Linked DNA regions of Mus musculus: all the other regions are linked to region 2. The links are chromatin contacts, called in public HiChIP or PLAC-seq and promoter capture Hi-C maps. All regions are on one chromosome and are shown on one strand. The core of a region is the stretch at or near the end of the contact, and the rest is flanking DNA. Distances in the headings are between cores, read along the strand shown. Region 1 holds the start of Gpx3 (glutathione peroxidase 3). Region 2 holds the start of Anxa6 (annexin A6). Region 3 overlaps Slc36a1 (solute carrier family 36 (proton/amino acid symporter), member 1).

Region 1 (2,700 bases), core at 83-2,582, 130 kb before region 2:
TCCATTTATTTATTATTGTTGTGCTGGAGGTTAGAAGTCAACTCTCAGAAACCAGTTCGTTCCTTCCTTGCACCCTTGGTTCTGGAGATTAAACTCAAGTCATCAGTTGCAAGCCCTTTTATTACACAGCCTTGTGAGGGCTTTTACCTGCTGAGCCATCTCACCAGCCCCACCATAGAGCCAGGCCTTATGAGTGCAGAAAATTTCAAATTCCACGGGTCACATTAACTCCCTGAATCATAGTAAAAGCATGGTACTTCGAGGCATCTCTGAGTCAGGAACTTTTCAGAAGGCCACCTAATCTAGGACTCACACAACCAAGACTGGGGTCAGGGGCCTTCGAATCCCTTCTGCAATGAGTCTGAAGGCAGAGGCTCAACACAGTGGTTCTGATGTGCAGCCCAAGACTGTCCTAACAGCTCTCCAGCCCACTGTGGTAGCAAGGCAGGATGCACCAAACCTCTATTGCAGACCGGATTAAGCCTGGAAGCTCTCAATCTAGAGATGCCTGGCCTGACCTTATATGAAAGCACAAACAAATCTGATGATTTAATGATTGATTCAACAAATATTTAAACACCTGTTGTGTACACTCAAGAGACTCCTGGACTAGGCCTACTGCTTAGAAGCAAATCACATAGTCAGAGCCTGGGAGACCTTAGAGCTCATTAACCAATCCCATCATTATAGTAGAGGAAACTGAGGCTCAGAGAAGGGAAATAATGAGTTTAAGACCACAGAGATAGACACATAATTTTTATGTGCTAATTTAAAAAAAAGGTGGTGGTGGTGTATTTTCTGGTTCCTACTCTCCTGAGCTGTCACCCACAACCTAACCGAGAAGGCTGAATTTAAAATCACGTTCACAGATCCCTCTAGCTTGCTGATGCTGGGGATTGAATAAACCTATGGCCTCATGCGAGCTGGTCAAGTGCTGTACCACTAAGCTACATTCCCAGTTGGCGCAGGGTCTCAGTCTGTAGCTAAGGCTGCAGATTGCACTGAACCTACGCAATCCTCCTGTTTCAGCTTTTTGGATTCTGCGATTACAGGCGTGAGTCTCTACACCTGGCTCACACAGTGCTTATTATTTGCACTAACGGGTTCTATGTTAAGTCCTCGGGGCCCTAGGTTTTCAGAGCTTGGGGAAAAAAGCTGTGTCCTGGGTGTTGTCTAGAACCTTGGCCGCGCCCATCTCCTGTTCTTCCCAGGCAGCCGGGCCCCCTTCTCTTCCTCCTAGGCTTGTGTCACCGTCGCCCCGGTCTGGGGAGAGGAGGAAAAAGGGGCGGGTATGTCTTGCCCTTTAAATCTTAACCGCGTTGCCATTGGCTAGGAAGCCCCCGCCTGGCTGCGGATTGGCCACAGTGGATGGCTTGAAATGTGGCTGAGCGCTTCGGACACCTCAGACGGACGGTGGCCACCCCAAGACGCGCCCCAGCCCGCCATGGCCCGGATCCTCCGGGCATCCTGCCTTCTGTCCCTGCTCCTGGCCGGGTTTGTTCCGCCGGGCCGGGGACAAGAGAAGTCTAAGGTGAGTGAACCTCCGGAGCTCAAGAAGAGTCCATGGCACCCAGGTGTCCACTGCGCGACTGGGAGAGCCACTGCTTCCCCAGAGGCACCGAGAGCCTCACTTGTAACCCTCGGTCTCTGCGCTCTTCCAACACAGACCCGCGTGCTTCAGAGGGCAGTACTAACCCAGGAGGGCAGTCTTTCCCGAGTTTATACATTTTCTTCCACTGTCATCTTGGGGTCGCTGGTGGCCACAATCCTGAAAAAAAATTGCCGGGGAAGAGGGTGGGCCGATGGTTTCTTCACTCATCCCAGGGCGCTGGAGGCAGAGATCTGTGACAGGAAGAATTTTTATTTGGGGGCGCATCCCTTTCTGGGCCTCAGTTTCTCCATCAGCAGGGCGTAGCTGGAGAGGATGGCTGGAAGGCTATGGAACCCTGCAGTTGCTTTCCCTATTCACAGTTCACTGGCCTGCCATGCATGGAGCAGACACTGTAGCTAGAGAAGCCAACCCAGGCCAGGAAGTCTTCTGGAGCTTCATCTCTCCTAGTCTAGCTGTGGTACCCTGAACTGGAATAGAAATGGCGAGCCTGAGGGCAGATGCCCCGGCATGCTTATCTTCTTGGTCAGGCCTGTGCTGGGTGGGCTCTGTAGGCCTCTCCTCTTCCCTAGGGTGAGAATGCAGAAAGCATGAACCCAAAGAAAGAGACTGTGGTCCCCAACTTCACACACACCATGCACACCATGCACCCCTGCACACTTGCATGCGTGGGCACAAAACTGGGTAGGCTCTAGCTTTGAGTTTCTAAAATCCTCAGGGTCTTCCTTCTAAGATCTTGTATGTCCGAGAGAGAGAGAGAGAGAGAGAGAGAGAGAGAGAGATTGATTAGGGGGTGTGGTGTGGAGATGGGGTGGGGGTGGACGGGGGCACTAGCCCTGTGCCTTTAGTGTGGGAACTGCTTGGGTTGGGGGTTGAATCCTGTCCTGAGGAGGCTGCAGGAAAGCACACTGGCCTTGTGCTGTCCATAGAATGAAGGAGAGATGGGTGAGTTCAGAGGGAAGAGAGAGAGCAGTCTAGAAAAGTCTTAGGGTGTGGTGTTATCTTATCTCATAACTAGCTGAAGCTTCTGGCTCCTCACAGCCCAGGCATGCCCATCTGAGCTCCCAGGTCCTTGGAGTTAACACATTACA
Region 2 (2,700 bases), core at 123-2,622:
ACATGGTGAGCGACAGTCACAGCTGCAAGGGGATGAAGGCCTTCTCCTTCCCTCCATGCCCAGCCACACCCCACTCCCAAATCTGAGAACAGTTGAATTGGCGGGGGGGGGGGGGGGGGGGGGGCACCGGAAGTGGCGGCCACCTCAGCAGACCACTATGGGGAACAAGGGCCCAGAGAGAAAAGAAGTCCTTCCAAGTGTCCCAGGCAAGCTGCAACTCATGGATATGGGAGAGGATTGCCCAGGGTCTTCCTGCAGGGCTTAGGGCCTGCAGCCAGAACATCAGGGCATACAGGGGCTGAAATAGTTCCCGGGGGATAAGAAAGGCTGGAGAGTCAAGCTATTCTGTCGGAGAGGTGGGCTCAGCAGCTTCAAGATGTGATCTGGCCAGGTGAGGTGAAATGGAGGGCAGATTCTAAGGGAACACCAGGATCCCCTACAAATCCTGGAGCCATATGCCCAAATTTGGAAGTGTCTAGTAAGACCCACCAGAGTTTAGACAAAAGGGGGTGGGGCGGGAGTGGGGCGGGGGTGGGGGGAAGCAGAAGCCAGATTCTCTCTAAAGGAGAGTTTCATCGACCACACCTGTACTCAAGATTCCCCAACCAGCAGCCAAATCAAACCCACTTTCATAGGACTGAAAGCGGGGGTTATCAACACTTGTGAGATGGGGGCTCAGAGAGGGAAAGGCGGCTGGCTCAAGGCCACACTGCAAGTTGGTGGTGGGATCTGGATTCGAGGTCAGTAGGAAGCATCTAACTAAGACCCTGAAAAACTGGGAAGGAGCCGGGTTGGCTTAGGAGAAGCAAAATTCAGAGTGGGACCTCTGCATCTTGCTAAGAGCCTCTGCGGCTCCCGGAAAGGTGAGCATCTCCGGAAAGACAGCAGGTCCTTCCTCTGACCCGCATCAGGGAGCCTTTCTCCCGGACCACACCACGAACCGTCTGGTGCTCAGCAGACTGTTCAATTCCTCAAGCTCTCCAAGTTGAGTAACTCACAGCCTCCCGCGAGGGTCACCAAGTTTTTCCACTACTTTAGACAATTAGGCTCCTGGGTCTTGGACCACACCCTCGGCGGGGCCGGGCGGGGGGCACCAGCTCCCCTCCCCCCTCAGGGTGCTGTCAACCAGCGCCAGCACTTTGGGTTCCCTCCCGGGACACACCCAGCCGCGACACCCCGGGGTGACCGCACACCAGCATGGACCCGACCAGGTCCCTTCAGTCCTGGACCCCGTGTCCCGCAGCGACTCTGCACACTCACCGCGCTAGGGAGGCCTCAGATCAGGGCGTATGGACAGACGCAGCTCGAAGCCCGTTAGCCTAGCAGCAGCCGCAGCGCAGGCTGGGCGCACGGTGGAGGGGGACACGTGGCGCGCAGGGGCCAATCGGATTCGCTCGCTGCCCGCCCCGCCCTGTCCAGCCCCACCCCGAGTGCTTCTTTTTTGGAGTTTGGGTGTCACCGGCTGCAGGGGAAGGGCATGGGGGAGGGCGCCCTCGGGGGAAACCTGCCACCTCTTACCTGGGTCGTTTCTGACCCCAGCCCTGACGTCACCTCCAGAGGGTAGGGGATTTGGCAAAGGTCACGCTGCCACCCAGAAATAGAAGTCAAATTAATGTCCTGTTCTGGACACATTCTCCAACATTCCTGCTACTCACCAAAGCTTTGTTGAGAAATTTGAAGCTTGCCAAAATTGAAGTTGAGACCTTACCTGACTGATCAGATTTCACGCCTTCCTGCCCTATCGGGTCACAGGCGTAGTCACCTACTTTGCAAGGAAGGAAAGACCAGAGAAGACCGCGCCTCGCCCAGGGTCACTCAGCTTGCAGATTGTGGGGTTGGAAATCTAATTTAGATTTGGCCTTGGGGAGTGGGTTCTGGTTGAAGAGGGAGTGATAGGAGGACCAGAAGTTGTCATCCAGGTCTGTGTGGAAAAGCGGTACAACCTCTGGAAAACAGATAGCCCAGCTTTGATAGAGAAATCTCCCTCAACCCCCAACCCCCGCCCCCACCCCGCCCCCACTGCCTGGTGGCCACAGCGGACAGCAGACTTCTGTTTGTTAATAAGTTCCTTGAGTTTCTTTAAAGGGTCATCCTCAGGAGCCAACTAGCTGCCTCAGAAGGCCAAGGTGCTTGCTGCCCTACAGGGGGCTCGCACATATTTTTTGCACTTCAATAAAGAAAATGTAATTTTTAAAAGTTAAAAGTTTAAAAAATATTATCTCCAGAATCTGTCACTCGTTCAGAGAGTAGTAAGCATCTTCCAAGATCTAGTTGGAAAATTGTCCTCCGTTTGTTTGTTGCTTGTTTGTTTTTCATTTCACCCAAAGAACACTTACTGAACCTCTGGTGCAAGCTAGAGCAAACTGAACAGGTGAGCTCTGCTGCCCAGCCCCACCCTTGGGACCTGCCAATAGACAGAGGTTTAGATTTCTCTATGGGAAGCCTGGGGCTAAGGTGGAGGAAGCACTTGGGGCAAAGCAAGTGGGGCAGTGTCACCTTCAGAACGAGAATGATGCCATTACAACTTTTGAGAGGAGCAGATTATCAGCAGAGCCTGCATCCCAGCACTGAGAGGCTGGAGCAGGAGGATCCGGAATTCAAGGTCATCACTGGCATCAAGGCCAGCCTGGGCTACACGAGACTGTCTCAGAAAACATGCAATAATAATGGTCTGGGGGTTGTGGCTCAGTTTGTAGAGTG
Region 3 (2,700 bases), core at 183-2,682, 200 kb after region 2:
GATATGGGAACCAGACAGAGTGGTCGGACGTGGCAATCAGGAGGGTGGCGCCAAGCTGGCTTGAGAATTTAATTTTCCAAAGTACATTACAAATCAGATACCATTAGGGGAAAGCGGGCCATGTGGCTCATCTTTGAAACTGTGGTCAATACTTGAAGGCACTTTAGTCCTGCTGGCCGCGCCAGCTTCCGTCTGGCCGGTGTCTTCTTTTTCTGTGTGTCCCGAGCCATTCACTGGTCAGAGACATTAAACCGTGCTCATAAGCAGTTATCAAAAAAAAGCAGCAGAAAATGAGGCTGGAAGGAGCCTGGTGTTTACCCTGTTCTTTGGTTTAAATCAAGCCGATGTTGAAGAAGCTGGAATTTTTTTTTTATGAATAATAAAATCCCACGTCTATATCGTAAAGCTGTCAGTATATGTTGAAATCAAGGAACGAGAGAACTGCCCTACAGAGAGTCTTAACAGCCAGACAGTACCGTGTGCTGGCGCCTACCTGGATGTGCATTGCGTACACGCGTGGGGCATGTCAGAGCTTCAGATGTGCATTGCGAACATGCATGGGTCATGTCATAGCTTCAGATGTGCATTGTGTACATGTGTGGGTCATGTCAGAGCTTCTAGGTCTCATTTGGGTTGCACATATGGATCTTGTGTTAAATTTCCACTTCAATAAATGAATTTTATTTTTTATTTTTGAGAGGTTGCAAACTGTGTCTTTGTTTTCACACTTCAGGGAAAAAAAATCACTGAGTTAGGACAATCTGACAAAGGGACAGGGGTCTGAGAAAGGGAAAGCAACCCTGTTTCCCTAAACCACTTCGATATTCTCCCGAAATCCTGGGTCGCCTTCTGCATATACCAGTGGGTAGTTTTAGGGATCAGCTTGGTTTTTCAGTCAAATATGAGCCTGGGTGTTTGCAAATGTTAACATTTAGAGCAGTTGACAAAGTAAAGATTACCCTTGCTAGTGTGGGTGGCTTCATCACATCCAAAAGTTCTTAAACCGTGGCCTCCCTGAGGAGGAATCCTATCTCCAGACCACAAGACCAGCTTCTCAGCTTCCACACTTGAGTGGAGACCAGCCCTAGGAACTGTACACCTGTCAGCCACAGCTAAGCTAGTTCTCCTTTGAAATTTGTTTCTATATTCTCTCTCTCTCTCTCTCTCTCTCTCTCTCTCTCTCTCACACACACACACACACATACACACACACACAGAGAGAGAGAGAGAGAGAGAGAGAGAGAGAGAGAGAGAAAGAGAGAGAGAGAATTTACCTACATTAACTGAAATGCCTACTGAGTCACCAGGCAGAATAAATAATTAGGTCACAATTGCATGTGTGGCCAACCACTCATGTTCCTTGTCTGGTGCATGACTGTGTGTGCACACATACACTGAGTCAACCCAAGGTCCCAAAGAAAGAGCCAGTCAGTCTTTACAGGCCACCAGCTGGTACAAGGAACCACAACACAGCAGGGGGCACAAGGAACTAGAACACAGCAGGGGTCGGTACCAGAGTTCCTGTGCTTCTCCTGGTACCTGCCTCTTCCCTTTGCTTACAGCCTCAGCCAGGAGGGTGAAGGGAGTGTCAGAAGGATGCGGGGCTTAGAAAACTGAAGGGAGTCAACACTTATTTACATGATCGTCTGCATCAAGGCTCCATTCCTATGTAATGGCTATAATTCAAACCCCAGATCTCCAAGTTCTTCAAGGTAAGCCCTGCTCTGCTGGAGACATGCGTATGACTGACAGTGAGCTGACCGGTATGACTGACAGTGAGCTGACCCGGCTTTCCTAGGTAGGCAGCCTCTTCATTTCTGCCCTTTGCAGATGTGCTTGGAGACCGTGAATCTTGAATGGTACATTTGTCCTAGACCAGCAGCTCTCAGTCTCCTTTCGGAGATGGGAGGTTGAATGACCCTTTCACAAGAGTCCCCCTAAGACCAATGGAACACACACGCATTTACATCATGAATCATAATAGTACCAAAAATACAGTTATGAAGTAGCAACAAAAATAATTTTATGGTTGGGGTCACCACAACACGCAGAACTGTATTAAAGGGTCGCAGCATTAGGACGGTTGAGAACCGCTCTCATAGACCATGGTCTCCCTCATCTTTTTAAATAGATTGAATTCTGATCTACATATAGCAAAATTTGCCTATTTTTCAATGTGCAGCTTGGTGAGACCATATCAATAAAAATGTCGAAGGTTGGGGCTGGAGGAATGGCTCAGTGGTTAAGAGCACTGACTGCTCTTCCAAAGGTCCCGAGTTCAAATTCAGCAACCACATGGTGGCTCACAACCATCCATAATGAGATCTGATGCCCTCTTCTGGTGTGTTGGGAGACAGCTACAGTGTACTTAACATGTAATAAATAAATAAATCTTTAAAAAGAAATGTAGATGGTTGCCTTCTAAAATATATTGTGATAATATGCATATATATGTGTGCAAGTGTGCACACCTAGATGTTGGGTATCCTGCTTACTCCCTGGAGACAAGATTTCTCACTGAACCTGGAGCTAGGCTGGATGTTAGCCAAATCCGGAAATTCTCTAGTCTGCCCCTATGACACAGGCTGTAAGCATGTATGTCCATACCTTAGGTTTTAATGTGGGTTCTGGGTATCTGAACACAGGTCTTCACGCTTGTGCAGAAAACATTCTTACCCACTGAGCCACCTCCCATCTCTC

The links. HiChIP or PLAC-seq counts read pairs in DNA pulled down with a chosen protein or histone mark. Capture Hi-C pulls out chosen DNA fragments and counts their contacts.
Region 1: a contact with region 2 is called in a promoter capture Hi-C map of adipose tissue. The contact joins the promoter of Gpx3 here to the promoter of Anxa6 in region 2. A contact is called at or near these places in 3 of 39 promoter capture datasets (hematopoietic stem and progenitor cells and liver), 6 of 484 Hi-C or Micro-C datasets (the G1E-ER4 cell line, extraembryonic ectoderm, liver and 2 more), 6 of 115 datasets of contacts at active chromatin or transcription factors (Th17 cells, bone marrow-derived macrophages, effector CD8 T cells and 2 more) and 5 of 9 other capture datasets (adipose tissue, embryonic stem cells, liver and 2 more).
Region 3: an HNF4G HiChIP or PLAC-seq map of pancreatic cancer cells shows a contact between it and region 2. The contact joins the enhancer-like site here to the promoter of Anxa6 in region 2. A contact is called at or near these places in 1 of 15 datasets of contacts at CTCF or cohesin (CD8 T cells), 4 of 484 Hi-C or Micro-C datasets (the Ba/F3 cell line, Th2 cells, bone marrow-derived macrophages and 1 more) and 2 of 115 datasets of contacts at active chromatin or transcription factors (bone marrow-derived dendritic cells and pancreatic cancer cells).

What each region holds. Positions count from the first base shown.
Region 1 is chr11:54,901,522-54,904,221 of GRCm38.p6, forward strand. It overlaps Gpx3 (glutathione peroxidase 3), which reads left to right and starts at 1,333. Exons shown (of 5, transcript NM_008161.4): 1 at 1,333-1,531. The coding sequence starts at 1,445.
Region 2 is chr11:55,032,099-55,034,798 of GRCm38.p6, forward strand. It overlaps Anxa6 (annexin A6), which reads right to left and starts at 1,373. Exons shown (of 26, transcript NM_013472.5): 1 at 1,261-1,373.
Region 3 is chr11:55,235,634-55,238,333 of GRCm38.p6, forward strand. It overlaps Slc36a1 (solute carrier family 36 (proton/amino acid symporter), member 1), which reads left to right. Exons shown (of 11, transcript NM_153139.4): 11 at 1-697. Among named protein-coding and RNA genes, the nearest start is that of Slc36a1, 33 kb to the left of the region's middle. Within about 2 kb of position 1,433, at least 11 of the 459 cell types and tissues checked have an H3K27ac peak or open chromatin away from gene starts, as enhancers often do. A contact at or near this core is called in bone marrow-derived macrophages and pancreatic cancer cells, where this site is marked.